Linked DNA regions of Zea mays: region 2 is linked to region 1. The links are chromatin contacts, called in public Hi-C maps. All regions are on one chromosome and are shown on one strand. The core of a region is the stretch at or near the end of the contact, and the rest is flanking DNA. Distances in the headings are between cores, read along the strand shown.

Region 1 (6,176 bases), core at 1,697-4,196:
GTTCGTCGTTCGGACTCATCAATGTCTGGCCTACTTTATAAACATGACGAACAAGGTGTTCACGGATAATTTGGAAAAGTTTGTGATATTATTCATTGATGGCATACTAGTCTATTCCGCTACTAAAAAATTGCACGACCAACATCTAAGAGTATGTTGGAGAAGTTAAGGCAGAATCAACTATATGCCATGTCCAACGGCGACCTTCGACTGTGACCTACTAGTAGGAGCAAATCAATAACAGGAACATTATACAAGGCCATAATCAACATGCATGGGGACAAAAGGGCTAGCTGGATGGTCTAAATCTAGGAAAGGAAAACCAGAGGGTGGAGGGCTGGGAGCACATCAACTGTGTAGAGATTCACCAAAGAGGAAGAGATTTTGAATACAATTACTGAGATCTTGGTCGTAGTCAGACATCATATACCCCTTTCGATAGGTCGTATATTGATCCTACATGACACAATAGACCGTTCTCTACGCCAAAGTACGACACACGCTTCGTGCCATACCAACGTGGACCGGTTACAAGCCGTACCGGGCCAATTATGTACCATGACACGGGGCATCCGATGGACCAGGAGCCTTTTGGACAACTATACGTGTGCTGGGAGGCGCCATGTGCGTGATCCGAGTTTGGAGAGAAACCCATGTGGCCGTACGTCATGTGGGGTAAACCACCACGTCCCTCCGATCCCTCGCTAGCTGCTGCTTTCTCCGTCCACTACTGCATGCACGCTAGCTAGCTCTTGGCTGCCTGCTGCCTGCTCAAAAGACCTCCATTATATATTATCTCCATCCACTACTTGCGGAGCCACCACCACCATTATTACCATTCATACATGCCGCCGACGGCTACCAGATCAAATTAACGTACGATTCACGAAGCATGTTAATTTCCAGCCTTGTCATCCATGCATGCATGCAACTCGGCAAGCTAGACGTTGCTGTTGCTGTTGCTGGCAAATAACACACAGAGATCGCTAGCTGGAAATATATGCATGCGTGATTAGTGCTGAGAATTGGGCTGGTCCGGCGAGCCCATCTTGCTTCGTGCCAAATGGATTTGGACCAAGAAAGTCAAAAAAAACTTTTGGATCATGTTGTGCACTCGTGCTAGTCTGGAGTATAAAAACAGTGGTCCAGTCCGGTCCTACTCCTAAACTACGTCGTGCTTTCGTTGGACCCTGCCAACTAAGTCTAACCCATATATTTGACCATATAATAAAATTAAAATATTACAACCACATAAAATCTATAAATTACTAGATTAAAGATATTAAACAAGCATAGCATCATTTGACTACATAAAGTCTAAATATCATAACAATATAAAGTTATAGCTTACTTAATTAAAGAAATTAAACAACATGAGTTTTATTGGGTCGTGTCCGCCCAAGACCGGCCTATATGTGCGGCCCGTGCCGAGGGCTCGACGGAACGGAATTTGAGGCTTAGCCTAGGTCTATCTTCGGGTCGTGTTAGTCCGACATATATTATTTCATACTAGACCGTGCTTTATGTTTATGTGTTTTGGGGTGTGATCGTGCTGGTCTAGAAAGTCCTGCCCATATTCGTAGCAATATGGGTGATGCATGGAAATGGGAGCAGCTAGGGACGGCAGCATAGCACATAACATGCATGCCAACGAATCTACGTCGTCGTTCTCGCTAACTCGATCGCAAGGTCGTAGCGACGACGCTGCAGCATGTGCCGCCATGTGCGCCTTGCCTCCTCTTCTTCTCAGTCATGCTCATGGGGAGCCCGGCCGGGGCGGACCTCGCGCTCCCAGGCCTCTCCGTCGATCTCTTTTCCGATGCATGCATGCTGAATCGATCCCCTCACAAAAAATATGCATGGAGGATGGAAATCCCATTTTTTTCAAAGGATTTTTTATTTTCCCACGTAAAATTAGTTTATTTTTTCTTGAAAAAATAAGAATCCTTTGAAAAAAATAAAGTTACTAAACTAGCCCTAAACTTTGTAGTACGTGTGTACTGTATACGGACTCTACGTCTTTACACACATATATAGCATTCCTGCTGTTAAGCACAGTTGCATACCCCATGGCCCATATGACACATTTGACACGCAGAATTGTTTTTGTGCGATTCAACTTCAAAATACGCCATTTCTCAAATCTTAACTCTGGTTCAAGAATGCATGTTATTGAGAAAAAAAATATGACGAGAACAGAACGAGATCCATGCATGAAGCCCACACATTTTGTTGAAAATTTAAAAAAAATGCAAATTCGCTGCAATAAAGATCCTATCGCGACTTGTTTAGTATCTCTAGCTGCAGCGTCTGGTTTGCAAATCTACTCAATTGCAACCTAGCTAGTGTGTATGGTATTATTCACAGCTACAGTGCTTAAGGATTATTTGCCTTGCATTACTATTGTACTACGTCTGTACTTGTGATTGTACTTTGAGATGATCATGTGACATGTGAGGTACATATGCACACACATATATATACGGAGCATGCGTTAGAAAATTAATTCCATGGAATAACACAACGCAACAAGTACGTAGTACTATATACCTCGCGTGCTTTGGAGAGAGCCCTCGGCCACATGCTTGTTAATTCTGAGCTGGCAATTGTTACACACTGTGTTCTATACACAGCTAGCTAGCTACGTACCACACACTGTTAACTTCAACCTTGAAAACAAGACCTTTTTCAGCGCATGCAAATGTACAACAATAGACCATGTGCCATGACACGAAAAAAGCGACAAGAGATGCATGCATGCTAGCTTAGCTATATATCGATCCAGGACCACCAAATGTAACGATGGGAATGCATATGCATGCTAGCTCAGCACCACGTACATGCAGCATGCGACTCCCATTCCTCATGCATGGAGATCAGTTGTGTGTGTGTGTTATGTGTATATAGTCTGCTATAAATCTCAAGCACACCACACACGTATTCTCCGGTCCATCGCCTTCCTCCTACACGGCCTCGCTCGATCTTACTTGCTTTTCCAGCTCGATCACAGTAACCAACGACGCAATGCGAGGCCCCAACACCAAGGCCTTCCAGCAAGGCTTCGTCCTCAAGAACATGATCTCGAGTCTCCAAGCCTGCTGCAATATCTCATCCTCTGGCTCCGCGGGCGGCGCCACCGCCACGATGAGTCTCCAGCAGAGGAAGCGCGCCATCAAGGCGTCGGTCGACATCGCCATGGCGGCTTCTGCCCGCGGCGGTGGGGCGCGGTGGCCACAGGCCGTCTTGGCTCCAAGTTCGTCGTCGTCGTCGTCGCCGTCTGCTAGAACGCCGTCGCCGTCGTCGCCGGGGAAGAAGAAGAAGAACACGCGCGGCGTGTGCAAGAAGAAGGTCGTGAGGCGGTCGTGTCTCCACCACACGAGGACGCGGAGACGGAGGGATGGCAGCATTGCTGGTACCACGTCCTCGTCGCTTGCAAGGACGACGGCAGCGGCGGGAACGACGCTCGGTAGCTGCAGGGAGATCGCGCGGAGGCTGGTGAGGAAGAGGACCATGGTGCTCAGGAAGATGATTCCCGGAGGCGAGCTGCTCCATGATGAGATCTCGCTGCTTCATGAGGCTGTGGACTACGTTACTCACCTACACGCGCAAGTTGACGCTCTCAGGCGCATCTCGAACGCGGTGCAACGAGCGAGGTTGAGCTAGATCTTGTGTTACCAGGTTAGTTTTCTGGGTTTTTGCTTTGTTGTTTGTTGTTGCTGCAATGAACCTGATACTCGGGTGATGTATAATAGCCTTTAATTGTATTGTTAACGAATCATACTTTCAAGTTTCAACATCCATCTATATATATAAATGTACCTAACATGAAACTTTTTTTATGGGTTCTATCTGTTTTGTTTTGCCCCTCAGCATGCAGATGTTAGTACGTGCCCGGATAGAGGAATTGGAAGGGCAGTTCAATTTGCAGGAAAAGAACAATGGCTGATATATAGATTGTACTCGCTAGCAGTTTTCCCTCGGCATATGATGGAAGCTGATGCAACTCATGTGACCAGACCAGCATGTGGAAATGATGAAGAGTAGACAAAATATGTTGTAGTCTGCAGATAGGGTTAGAGGATTGTGATTGTGATTGTAACTTGTAATAAGGCAGAAACCAAAGAGACATACGCATATTCTTGTGTATGCTGATGGACAGGTAAAGCTTTTGCTGCAGTATTTCTCTAGATATTGCTAGCATTTAACTTGTTGTCAACTCAGGCAGAGGAGATACATATGCATATACTGCATAGGGGGTTCTAGCTAGTCTTGAATCATTGCAAGAATACATGTCTAAATGGATGGGCTGTGCTAGACCAGACATGGCTAGGCCCTACAAGAATTGGGCCATGTTGGAAAGGTCTAGATTGACCATTGGGACATGTTGTGTCGGTCCACAACTCATGGGTGAGACCCAATAATGGTCTACCAGGTTTGTGATCGTGACAGGCCCATGTCAGACTGACCTAGATTGGCCAACGGGTCATGCCGTGCTAGCCCACAGCCCATGAGCGAGGCTCAGGCATAGCCTATCAATCCACTAATCGTGTCAGGTCGGAATATAGCCCGACAAATCTCTATGGTAGTCTATGACGTTTAAATAACATAAATAAGCAAAAAGTATTTATAAGTAGGGGGTTTACACCATGGTTGCTGGCTTCAAAGCCACATTTACACCCACTTAGCTAACAAAACACACATATTTTTTGTTTTATAGTCTATACTCAAACATAATGTAGATATGTTTAACTAAAATGAAAAAAAATAAAACCAGGTCAAGCTCGATGTACCGCACTTAAGGTCCAAGCACGACACATTGATGGATTGGGCCGACACGAGCCAAGCAGCTAACGGAATGGGCCATGCTTGTGATGGGCTAAAACCATGTCGTGCCATGAGACGTTCGGCAGGCCGTACCCATTTATACATCTATACTTGCAAATGTACTTCAAATTTGATGGAAAAGGGTAAACAACTAGTCTACTACTTCCCTTGTCTTGTCTTTTAACCTTTATAAAATACTTTATTCAAACTTATACCCGTGTTTTCACCTAAAATTAAATAATAAAGAGTAAAACTGTATCAACGATCCACGAATTTGGCATGATGCGCTACTTGGGTCCCCGAACTTAGAAAACCAGCAAAACGGGTCCTCTAATTTAGTCGGTCCATACAAAATCGTTCAAATCAAGGTTTGCTCAAACCGAATGTCGATGTGGTGTGCCACGTTGGAGTCACTTGGGTCCTAAAACTTTGCATCTTTAGCCTTGCCCAAGCCCGGCATGGCCAAGTCCTCCCTTCCCTCCGACACGCCCAGGCCTAGCCCCCCTCCCCCCGTAGTCAAGCCAGGAATCCCCCTGTGTGCGTGCGTTGAGAGGTTGAATAAGGGTGTGGCCACACCAAGATCCCACCTCTTCGATCTTCTTTAGCTATGTCCACTGAGATCCCTATGTACATATGCATGGACCCGATCCACTATCAAAATGGCTCCATGTTGTAGTAGACTGACAGGAGTTCGGTGCACACCAGACCACTATTGTTCACGGTGCACTACACTACTATATAGAGCAGATTTCCCCACTTGACTCCAACGGCTATGTGGGGTGGTTGGGGCTATAAATACCCCCAACTAGCATTCAAGACACATAATAGCTACACCAAACATCCATACATTGATTGCAACATCTCCATCTCATTCAATTCCTCCCAAGTGCCACATTTAATGAAATTAAGCTAGAGAAGTTTAGTGTCTTGTGAAGTATTAGTTTTCAAGTTGTTGCAACCAATTCTTGTGTTCTTGAGTTTCTTTCTCTCTCACTCTCATTCACATTCTTGTAAAGAGCTAGCAAGAGACTCCAAATTTGTGTCGAGATCCATGCGGAGACTTCGTGTCTTTTGATTTGAGAAGGAACACTCAACTGAAAAGTGACCGTTTCAGAGAGGCAAAGGGTTGAAATAGATTCATCCTAAGTAGACTCCTCAATGAGGACATAGATTCTTCAGAGCCAAACCTCGAGAAAACAAATCGCTCATGTCTTTGTGTGGAGTTTGATTTGTGATTTGTTTCTTCCTCCACCTCTCTTCTATTTCTATTGCTTGTGCTTGATTCTAAATCAATTGTGTTGTTCTCAAGTGAATTCCACAATCATATTGAGCAACACTTGCAAGAAGAACTA
Region 2 (5,990 bases), core at 548-3,047, 210 kb after region 1:
ATAAATACGGGTTCAATCCGGAAAAAACGGGATCCCGCAAAAACGGACGGAATAAGCCTTCACCCGTTTCCGTCCCGTTTCCATATTTTTCCGTAAATACGGAAATGTCGGGTCAAATATAGAAAACGGTACAGGTCGAAACGGAATTTTTTCCGTGTTTTTAACCCTAGCCTCTAGGGAGCCCGCGCGCGGCCGCCGGCCCCCGCATTAATAATAGCACACTGGGGAGAGCGCGCGCGGCCCATTCCGATCCCGATCACGGCACGGCAGAGCGGGGGCGGGCCGCGGGTGCGGCAGCCTTTGTTGAACGACCTGCCTGCCGGTCTCGCTCGCTTTGCTGTTCCACAGTTCCATTCCACGACGCGGGTTTGGCAGATGGCCGTTGGACACATGTGCTGCGCTAGCGCTCTGCTACTACTAGCGAGCTAGTACATTCACGCGGGGGGGCGGGATCGGGAAAGGGGCATGCGCATGCATACGGCGGGGACGGTACAGGCGTCGTTGTCGCTACGGCTCGTACTCGTACCGCGCCGCGCGCGGTGCCCACGCCACCACTGCACTGCCCCCGTCTCGGTTTCCCGGGCGTAGGCTCCGATCCGGCCGTGCTGCTCTGCAGCTGCAGGCTGCGGGGGCCGGTGTGAGCACGACAAGACATGGTCGGCTCACATGCGAGGCCGTGCGTGGCCGGCCGCATATGCATGCGTGGTCTGAGTGACTCTGGCATACTGTAATAGCGTGCAGCAATAATACATACAGGTCCGTACGCTACGCTACGTACGCGCGGTCCGCCCGAGCTAGCACTGTGTAGTGTACACGGCCCGCAGGCGACGATCGACGAACGATATACGTGCGTACGATCGACACGCGGGGGCGATGGCGGCTCCTCCCTCGCCCGATCCACGCCACCGGTCCTTTTCCCTTTCATTCAAGGCCAGACATCGCAAGTGCACGCCATATGCGCGCGCGCGCGCGGCTAGGGAGCCTACCAGTCAGTACCACCGTCGGCAGGCACGCGCGCGATCCAGCAGCCAACTGCCCGCCCGGCTGCGGCAAACAACCAATCGGCCAGCAACGCGCCCAACCAGTCGGACAGACGGCGCTGCTAGCTGATCCTGACCCCTGACACCGGTGGCCTCCACAGTTCCACTTCCACCGGTCTTGGTCACAAACGGCATGGCGAGCCATGCATGCTCCGGCAGTCGTCCGTCCCTCCACTCCATGGCGCTCTGCTTTCCCGACGACCGACCGCCCCGCCGACCACGTCGTCGTCGATCGAGCTGCAACCACCGCGTGCGTGCGTGCGTACGTTGCCGGACAAGGAAGGACGGACGGACGCGGCACCGCCCGCCGGCCCATAATATAGCTTGCCAGTTGCCATTCGCCAACTAACCGCGCCATCATGGCTGCGCTGCACACGTCGGTTTCTCTTTCTCTACGCGTGTAGTATACCGGCTACACCCAGCAGCAACGAGCGTTTGACTTGCGCTGCGACTGCGACCCGGCCGGCCCTCATTACCTCAACGGCTAACGACCATGATGATGAACAAGCATCCTCCTGCCACTGTCGTGTGCTTCTCTCTATCTAACCATCGTTAGGACGACGGCTGCTGCCGATCGATTAATGGCAGAGAAATTCCGCGGTGCAGGATGTCCGTCGCCGGCCGCCTTTAAAGAGATTTTTTTTGCTCTGCGACTGCGAGCCGGCCCCGCTGGCTGTCTTTGTTTTGGCCACCGCCACCTTCCTCTGCTCATAAGTAGAGGCGAGCGTGGCGTCAGGCCGGGAGCGCGCGGACGAGACGAGAGGCGAAGAGAGCAGCCCAAACACGACTACTGCATTACACACACACACAGGATAGGAGTACGTGTCTGCTTCTCTCTCCCCGCTGGCCTCCTCCTCCAGTACTTCAGACAGTGCACCGTGCTGCGGCCTCTTTCATCCCTCAAGGCCGGCCGCCCCCAGAACCAGAGTCGGAGCGAATCCATGGCTCCTCCGCCCCTCTCCTCCTGGCCATGGGCAAGCCTCGGCCAGTACAAGGCAACGACGACTGACCCTTCCTTCTTCCTCCTTCCCTTTCTGTGCATATGCATCCCTTCATGCGTGCGTGTCCACCATATACACACGTACGCGCATACGTGAATCTATATTTGCAGTCGATCGGTCCTGTTTCTTTAATACAATTACATGATACTTCTTTGACATGTCTGGACACATGCATGCAGTACGTGCTGCTGGGGCCTCTGGTGTGGAAGGTGCTGCAAGAATGGCGGGAGCAGGCGGGCCTGCCGCTCGGCTCCTGGTGGCTGCACCTGTTGCTGCTGTTCGCGGCGCGCGGCCTCACCTACCAATTCTGGTTCAGCTACGGCAACATGCTCTTCTTCACCCGCCGCCGCCGCGTCGTCGCCGACGGCGTCGACTTCCGCCAGATCGACGCCGAGTGGGACTGGTGAGTTAGTCGTAGCGTGTAGACTGCACCCGTTTAGTTACCTTCTTCGGTCTCTGGCTAGTTGCATCTGCATGGGCATCTTCCGTCTTTGCGGCACCGAACAGAAACAGCTTCGGAGTCTGGGAGTCATTCAAAATGCGTGTGGATGGAAACGAGTGCTGATGATGTACTACTACCTTGCAAGAGTAGCCTAGGCTTCTACGACTACGAGTAAGCTACAGGGCCGGTTCAATTTTTTATGGGGAGTTTTTGTAGGATCTGGCTGTAGAAAAGATCAGACTGCAAAGAGAATATGAGTGTCGTGCAGATATAGAAAAAAAATCGGACTTAGAGAGAAACCGAGTGCGGTGAGGATTACGTGTAGAGGAAGATAAAATTATATAGAGTTTTAAAAGTAGAAAGTGATAGTTTTATATTATTACAATGAATCTACACATTCTATATTTATATTGATTTTGTATGATTTTTTGATTAAAGTGGTTATTATAAAAATAGGCTAAAAAGTTGGACGCTAAGATGCCTTCACCAACTTCTAATAGCAAAGCTGGAAAAAACCTAAAACGAAAAAGGGCCATAGGCTGTACCAGTTGAGCTAGTTGCTTCCACGACTCTAGCATCTACTCCTGCCACTATATTCCTAGTATTCCATTTGATTTTTCGGAGCCGTCGATGCTAGGAGTTTGAATTGAAGGCCCCGAAACATACTTTTCCTTTTTTCTATATATATAAGTGTACATTCTTTGTCCGTTTTCATCTCACCACATTTATGTAAAAGAAAGGATTAATTACTGTAGGAGTACTTGCTCTGTAACCAAGCTGTCCGCGCGTCAATAACAAAAGCACAGTAGCCTGCATATCATTGGCCGCTGTAATTCCTCATGCAGAGTGGCACAGTAGTAACTCGGTAATTATTACTACTCCGGAGTTCCGGAGGCTTGTGACATGTCAGTGACTGTGGCCCTCCTGTCCTGCCCCCTCCACCACGCAGGGACAACTTTCTCGTGCTGCAAACGCTGATTGGGGCCACGGTGGTCAACAGCCCACTGCTCCCGGGCCTGCGGCAGCTCTGCCTGTGGGACCCGCGCGGGTGGGCCGTCGCCCTGCTGCTGCATGTGGGCTTCTCAGAGCCGGTCTTCTACCTGGCCCACCGGGCCCTCCACAGGGCCCCGCTCTTCGCCCGCTACCACGCCGCGCACCACTCCTCGGGCGTCACCCAGCCGCTGACAGGTGCCGGATCTTCTGCGCCCTTCCGCACGCCGACCACTCATTGCGGCATCATTTCTGCTCCCTTCGCTCTCGCCATTATGACGAACAGAGTACAGTAGTATAGTAATGAGCGTGTTTTTTTTTGCTCGTTTCCATTGCTTGCATTTGTTGCAGCCGGGTTCGGGACGCCGCTGGAGGTCCTGCTGCTGACTCTGGTGATGGGGGCCCCGCTGGCAGGGGCCTTCCTGGTGGGGGCCGGCTCCATAGGCCTGGTCTACGTGCACGCCCTCGCCTTCGACTACCTGCGCGCCATGGGTTACAGCAACGTGGAGGTCGTGTCGCCCAGGGTCTTCGAGGCGTTCCCGCTGCTCAGATACATCCTCTACACGCCTTCGTGAGTACACTACAAAACAAAATGCTTAACAACAATATATATAGAGAGAGACTACTTGTCTACCTGCTTCCAAACAGAATATAATTTCAAGTATAGTTTAAATTAATAAATTTAAATTTTATTCATAAAAATATTATAAATTCAGTACCTCCGCGGGTGCAGTATCTGTTGTGAGAGTACAACACTGTATAATAGCTGCCCAAAGAGACAGAGAGCCGAGCAGTTTAATAATTGCACCATAAAATAGCATTCTATTAAGACTAAGGGGGACTGTTCAATTCGAATAAAGTCAGTTGTTCGGACTATTGCAGTTGTAATTTATAGAAACAAAACACTGTAAAAACAGCAGAGGCCAGTATAGATTAAAGCAAAGTGAATAGGTTGTAAATTACTTCTAAAAACGTTGACATAGACATAAAAACATCCTATTCGATGTTAATTGTTACTCCCTCTACTTCATTATATTATTCGTTTTGGCTTCCTACCACCTACAAGAAAAATTCTTTAAATACAGACATAAGTTAGGTCTAGATATATAAAACATGCTGTGAATCTAGAGACGTATAATGGGATACAAGGAGTAACAACGTAATAGCCCCTACTCCCACGGGTCTTGTTAATTTTTTCTTATGTTTAATTAGCATTAATTATATTTAAAAATAAATTTATTACTACAATAGTTTGAACTATCTATATAATAATTATAATTGCGTACTATAAATATTAACATTCTACTTATATATTTAATTGCATTTAAGTATGTGTGACTATTTGGTAAGAGAGAATGACAGTTAAAAAGGACATATGTACTAGTATGCATTGTGACACAACAGCAGTTAGGATTCTAGGAAAAGGTCCGAAACTGGTCGAGATCAATGAGGGGCCGCAATCGATAAAGATAAATATAATAATAGTAATAGAAGTGGGTACGGATTAAATGCGAACAAACATATGAAAAGGAATGGGAATGGTGGGAGGCTCGCAACTCGCAAGTGTCATGTCACTTAAATTCGCGGCAGCCATCATGCTTTCCCCAAGCCCAAGCTGTCACCATTGATTTTGCTCTGGCCACCAACCTGTTGGTGATTACTCCTACGTACAGTACCTCAACACTTGGAGTGCACCGCAGGTACCTGAGCCTGCACCACCGCGAGCGGTGTCGCAACTTCTGCCTGTTCATGCCGGCGCTGGACCTGGCGGGCGGGACGCTGGACGAGCGGGCGTGGGCGCTGCAGCGCGCGGCGTACGACGGGGGGCCGGGCGGCGGCGCGCTGGGGACGCCGGAGTTCGTGTTCCTGGCGCACGTGGTGGACATGATGTCGTCGATGCACGTGCCGTTCGCGCTCCGGTCGCTCAGCTCCACCCCGTTCGCCAACCACTTCATCCTGCTCCCGTTCTGGCCCGTCGCCTTCGGCTTCATGCTGCTCATGTGGTGCTGCTCCAAGACCTTCGTCGTCAGCTTCTACTACCTCCGCGGCCACCTCCACCAGACCTGGTCCGTGCCCCGCTACGGCTTCCAGGTAAATTAGTAGTTGCTCGATCGATCTGCGCGTTATTAGTCGCTAGCTTCGGTCGCTACGGCTTGCTTCCAGGCACCGTGGTTTTGAAATGGGCGTGCCCCCCCGGCTGGATCGATGTGATCGATGCGTGCGTGCATGCATGCAGTACTTCCTGCCGGCGGCGAAGAAGGGCATCAACCAGCAGATCGAGCTGGCCATCCTGCGGGCCGACAGGATGGGCGTCAAGGTGCTCAGCCTCGCCGCGCTCAACAAGGTCAGCTTCAGCTCGTCTATCTATCTGGCTAGCTCTCTTTATTGTTACAACTTAGGGCATGTACAACCTAAACACTGCTGCACGGTAGTCTAAGTATAAGACACAACTAAAACACAATATAATACAGTGGTCATGTCTAAAATATGTGTCTTACCATATTCATTGTACCAATC

What was found. Hi-C and Micro-C count contacts between places; a contact is called where the count stands out from the background.
Region 2: a Hi-C map of ear shows a contact between it and region 1, with 2.7 times the contacts expected there. The contact joins the promoter of LOC100280351 here to the promoter of LOC100275784 in region 1. A contact is called at or near these places in 7 of 25 Hi-C or Micro-C datasets (ear, endosperm, leaf and 2 more) and 1 of 3 datasets of contacts at active chromatin or transcription factors (leaf).

What each region holds. Positions count from the first base shown.
Region 1 is chr5:92,221,404-92,227,579 of Zm-B73-REFERENCE-NAM-5.0, forward strand. It overlaps LOC100275784, which reads left to right and starts at 2,947. Exons shown (of 2, transcript NM_001374083.1): 1 at 2,947-3,678; 2 at 3,871-4,340. The coding sequence starts at 3,025. The coding sequence ends at 3,663.
Region 2 is chr5:92,429,157-92,435,146 of Zm-B73-REFERENCE-NAM-5.0, forward strand. LOC100280351 reads left to right here and starts at 1,798. Exons shown (of 9, transcript NM_001153277.1): 1 at 1,798-2,035; 2 at 2,221-2,444; 3 at 3,433-4,044; 4 at 5,174-5,564; 5 at 5,710-5,817. The coding sequence starts at 3,869.